Regions from separate parts of the Zea mays genome. Here region 1 is linked to region 2. Evidence: chromatin contacts called from public Hi-C data. All regions are on one chromosome and are shown on one strand. Each heading gives the region's core, a stretch centred on a gene start, on an enhancer-like site or on the middle of the called end of the contact. The rest is flanking DNA. Distances are from core to core; before and after follow the strand shown. Region 1 holds the start of LOC100283618. Region 2 holds the start of LOC100274509.

The links. A called contact is a pair of places that touch in the nucleus more often than the background predicts.
Region 1: a Hi-C map of leaf shows a contact between it and region 2, with 7 times the contacts expected there. The contact joins the promoter of LOC100283618 here to the promoter of LOC100274509 in region 2. A contact is called at or near these places in 3 of 25 Hi-C or Micro-C datasets (bundle sheath and leaf).

What each region holds. Positions count from the first base shown.
Region 1 is chr5:84,478,142-84,480,841 of Zm-B73-REFERENCE-NAM-5.0, forward strand. LOC100283618 reads right to left here and starts at 1,293. Exons shown (of 4, transcript NM_001371955.1): 1 at 1,213-1,293. It overlaps LOC100272533 (pyridine nucleotide-disulfide oxidoreductase domain-containing protein 2), which reads right to left. Exons shown (of 16, transcript XM_020538433.2): 14 at 2,651-2,700; 15 at 2,495-2,561; 16 at 1,996-2,392. The coding sequence ends at 2,224.
Region 2 is chr5:84,193,288-84,195,987 of Zm-B73-REFERENCE-NAM-5.0, forward strand. It overlaps LOC100274509, which reads left to right and starts at 1,255. Exons shown (of 3, transcript NM_001148867.1): 1 at 1,255-1,790; 2 at 1,873-2,034; 3 at 2,140-2,674. The coding sequence starts at 1,290. The coding sequence ends at 2,505.

The DNA.
Region 1 (2,700 bases), core at 43-2,542, 280 kb after region 2:
AATATGATTAGTAAAAAAACATTAGGTTTGGATTCAGCCAAATTAAGTCTGACCAAATTCATAGAAAATATGATAAATATTTACTGCATTCATTTTAGGTCCTAAGTATTTAACTAGTCTCAAAATGAGTTTGTCAGAACCTAAAGCAAACATTCAGTACAAAGATGTAGGTGCGACGAACACTAGTAAACAAAATTTAAAAGCTAGCCAATTTAGTAACATTAACTGACATAACAAAAAAACAACATTATTCAGCACATATTTTTAAATTCAAACATCACATTTATTCATCATTTGCTGCCACACTGTAGTTTTGGGTAGGGTAGAAGACAACCGGTCCACGAAACAAACTTAGTCACGACAGACAATACAAATACTTCAAAGACGGTATCATACATGGCAGTCAAGGTCTTCACAAAGATCTGCATTACCATTGCCACCCCTCAGGCGGAGCACCAGGTGGAGGGTGCTCTCCTTCTGGATGTTAAAAAAACGACAGAACTAGGATCTCTTAGATACGATCAGAATCTAGATGAAATTACACCACTGAATTGGTAAGACATGAAAAGAAAGAATTTCTAATCCATTAAAAACACTCAAATACCAAAATGAACAGATTCGGTTAAATTTCACAAAGGCTAAAGGTTAAAAAAAAGTAGCCCCAATCACAATGGTAAATTTATGGTTTCTTGGCAATTTAAAGAAGTGAAGTAATCTTGCAATATATTTTCAACGTCTAATTAGATCGGAGAACCCTTCCAATTGACCAATTAAGAAGTTAAGCTCGTTGTCTTTTTATTTTACCAGAATTAGAGCCAGGCTCTATCCATTTATTCACTAGAGCCAGAATTCAGATTTTTTTTATTAAAAATAAATTGATTTTATTACGACATGGTTTTTTCCCCATTTATTACACGCATCTAGGAACACCAAACCAGATCAATACATGACTGTGCATCAGAAATTTAATTAAAAGAAAAGAAAACGACAGGCAGATCAAACCCTACGCAACGAGCCGATGGAATCATTACAACGACGAGACCCAACTCTGCGCCGCCTACAAGCGCCCCACAGTTCCCAGGTCGAGTACTCAGAGCACCCATAGCAAATCGTCAGATCGACCCGATGACTCAAAAGTCCCCATAACCTATAACAAATCATTATACCTAGAGGAGAAGGGAAAGCGGGAGGATGATCGCCGATTCGCCGTACCTTGAAGGAAGGAAGGGGGGGATCGTCGAGATTCGCGTGAAGAAGGATCGGGATCGGGATCGCGGGCTGTCTCCGCGTGCGCCGAACAACACGAGAAGATGGAGTAGGGTGGGGTATTTATTGAGGACGTGAACGGCAGCGGGAGGGGAAGGAGAAATCCTAGTGCCGTGTGGACGAGATCAGCCCTCGGCTCGGCTCCGCCACGCCAAGCGCGGAGCTTTCGAGAGCAGCCGAGAGAGATGCCCGTTCAATGCTTCGCGTCAACGTCACGACCACATGCTTTCGCTGCCACGCTGGTGATTGGATGCCGTTAGTTGATCGGTGAACGCCACGCCGTTAGTACCTCTATGCTTTGCTTGCTAAGTGCTAACTGAAGGATGTTGGGGCTGCCGCTTGGAAGATTTTTTTCTCCAAAGCTTTTTTTTCAGTGAGGGTTCCACTTAAATTTTATCTTTATTAAACATATTTGAATATAACTAATGCAAATGTACTAACTCCGTTCTCGAATATTTGCGATTCGCTAGTTTATTTTTGAATTAAAATGCGACAATAAAAAAAGAATGGATGGAGTGTTATTTTTGAGAGGGTAACTGCTAGAAAATTTCAACTTGAGCAGTCCACGTGGCATGATTCTTTCTATAGCATGTGCGTTGGCTTAATCACCTAATTATGATGATGACAATAGCCCATGCTCAGCTTGTTCATTTTGTCTTATGATGGTTCATGTCCAACGAGCGGCCATTGGTTGTTTCATCACAAAATAAGCCCATAGGGCCTTTGTGGTTCAAAGAGATGGGTCCACATTTTACCACAGTTCCAATTTCCCGCCGGACAGGGACAGAAATGTTAGTGAGGATTTGTTACACGAGTCTTCACATGATATAAGTTCTCCGACTATGGATTGCGACAATAATTCTCCAAAAAGGAAAAGAAAAGAAAGGCACTAAAACAGCACCATGGCATCAAAGATTTTCTCCTGATGATAAAAATGCCATCTTGGTTTCCAGCGAGCTACACTACACCTACTTTGTCTTCACGTGGTCCTCCAAAACAACGGCGGCGGCGTTGCGTCCTGGCGCGCCCATCACCCCGCCACCTGGGTGTGCGCCACTCCCGCAGAGGTACAGCCCCTTCACAGGAGTTCTGTAATCCGACCTGTGCGCTCCAAAGCGCAGACATGCTAGTAGTCATGACCCCAGAGCCACGGATTCCTCCGACATGGAAAGCTTCAAAGATCGGCAAAAGGAGGAAAAAAGGATCAATGCAATAGGGCAAACATTACCATCCCTTGGCAGGCCTCATGAGGAAGAGAGAATCCAAGCCCATTGCGCCGTGGAAAATGTTTCCCCCTGTGAAATGTGAACCGTGTTTTTCTTAGCGCGCTAAGCTCTTCAACAGGTACAGTGAAATGAAAAACATCGAGAGGAAAGAGATCTACCTGTTAGGCCGAACTCTCTTTCAAGATCAGGCGGAGTCAGCATATCGTAG
Region 2 (2,700 bases), core at 5-2,504:
TCTAACTACATCGCGGTGTGATATCCTCGACGACAAAATCGATTCCTAATTTCCTATAAATTTTCTACACAAATTGCATGAAATCTTCTGCGCTCCAAAAAGGCCCTCAATCATCTTCGACGACTGTTTTGGCCGTCCTTTTTTCTCTACACAAGTTACGCCGTTACGCGTAAGTCATAAAGAGCTACCAAAGGCATTACAGACACAGTAAATTTCAGCCAAAAAACAAACAGGAGCACTATAGAAGGGAAGGAGTATTTCTTGCCACCGCAGAAGTAGCAGGTATTTGATTCGTTGCCTAAAACTAGCAGCATTTTATTATTTGCTTTGTTCGGTCAGAGGAAGAGCGAAAAAGTGGAGGGGGTTGAGAAATGAGGAGGGTGGTGTGGGCTCTTGTGGTGTGCGTGAAAACGTCGCAGCCGGCGACCCGGCGAAAAGCAACGTCGCAGCCCACCACAAGGCGCAGGGCAAACGCAACGCAAAGGGGTCCGTCCGACGCGAGCGGCCGGAGGAGCGCGAGCCGGGTGACCCGCGCAGCGCACCACCCACCAACAGCCAGCCACAACGCAACACGGCACGCACGGCGCAGGGAGACAGACAGAGAGAGCGGGGTGGGGGGAAACCCGAAGCGAGGCACAAGAAGAGGCCACCGCAGCGGGCGGGCGGCCAGGCGGCGAGCGAGACACCTCCACACGTCTCTCCCCCTTCCGTTTCCTCCCGTCCCTGCTCACACCTCTGTAGCTGCGCCCGACCGAACCCCTCCTACCCCGGAATCCTCCCCCCGATGCGGCGCCGATAAGGGGGCGAGACCGGCGGAAGAGCGGGGAATGGCGGGGCGCGGCGAGAAGCGGCGCCGGACAGGAGGGGCCCACGAGGAGCCCGAGGAGGAGGACCGCATCTCGGACCTTCCCGACGTGCTGCGCCTGCAGATTCTGAGCCTGCTGCCGCTCAAATCGGCCATCCGCACCGGCGCGCTCTCCTCGCGCTGGCGCCGCCTCTGGGCGTACCGCTGGCCGGAGCCGTCCTCGGTGAGCATCCGCCTCCCGCCGGGCGGCGGCGCCGCCGCCGCCGCGGCGACCGCGGCCGCGCTCGCGGTGATCGACCGCCGCGGGCGGCGCCGCGTCGACGGCTTCTCGCTCGCCTTCCACGGCGGGCAGCTCGCGCAGGCGGACCTCAAGCGCTGCGTCGACTACGCGGCGGCGTGCGAGGCCGAGGACCTGCACCTCCGCGTAGACGGCGGCGCGGGCGCCGGCGGCCGCGGCTCGCGCGGCGGCACGCGCCGCCCGGGCATGCTCACCCTGCAGTTCCCCATGGGGTCCCCGCTGCTCGTGCGCCTGTCGGTGCGCGGGCTCAACCTCACGGCCGTCAACAACGCCATGGTCGCCACGCTCGAGGTCGTCCACCTCCACTCCGTCTTCCTCACCGACGCCGCGCTGCGCCGGATGGTCGCCGCCTGTCCCCGCCTCCGGGACCTTGACCTCCGCTACTGCCGCCGCCTGCGCCGCGTCGACTTCACCAACGTCGGCGTGCCCAACCTCAGGAGCTTCACCGTCGTCGACTGCTCCCGTACCACCGAGCTGCGGGTCCCCGTGGCTCCCCGCCTCCGGTCCTTCCGCTTCAGCGGCGCCTTCCTCTCCAGCAACATCCTATCCGGCGCCAAGGCCTCTCTCGAGCATCTCTACCTCTGCTCCGGCGGGCCAGAGACCGGCCTTCCAGTCACCAACTTGCCCTACGCAGTTCCTCGCCTGTCGAACCTCACTGTCCTCACCCTCTGCAGCATTGCTCTCCAGGTTTTTGCTCAGGCGTTTGCGCCATTTCCTTCCGGCCCATTTCACCGCCTCTACGCTTATACTTGTTCGCCTTGCCTTGCAGTATGTTTCTTCTTTCACAGCCAAGGATGTAATGGAGAGCAACCTACATGGCTTGAGGGAGCTTCATTTGCTCATGTTCGGGATGGCCAACTCCAACCTTGCTGACATCTATAGCTTCCTCAAGACCTGCCCGTGTCCTCAGTTAGAGCGCCTCTTTGTGCAGGTCTCTGTTTTTCTTCTTCTTATCTTCTTGAAAAACTGCATTCGATTGCTTTGTTTGTTTATGGGTATCTGATCTGTTTCTCAACATGCTCCACTGAACATGCAGCTCCCGACAAACACCGGTGATGCATTCACGGAGAACTTCTTGAAGGTGGAGGAGGAGGACCCGCCAAAAGGTGGATTAGAAAACCTTCGCTTAGCCAAGCTGACAAATTTCAAGGGGCACCGTAATGAGATGCAGCTAGTAGCATTTCTGCTTAGACAGTCTAGTAGTCTGAAGAAACTATTTCTGATTGCTCCCAAGGAGGATCACCCTCAAGGACTGCGCAAGGTTCATTCAGATATGCTGCCTGATTTTCTTAAAAAAGAAATATCGCATCTGGAAAGAGCTTCAGCAAATACCCAGATATTTTTCGGCGAGCCTGATGCTCAGACCCACCCGTTGCATTCGGAGGTCTTTGTCAGGTTTTAGCTTGAAATGAGCAAAAGCTGTTGTAGCCCAATTCCTGCTCATATAGATTTAGATTTCTCGTTGTTAGATAACGGACATGGGGAAAAAAGTATCTGCAAGGCATACAGAGTTTGATATATGTTTCCTCTTTTGCAATTCATATTACTAAAGAAGTCCTGCATAGCAGTTGAAATGCGAGTTGTTCTGATCTGCCAC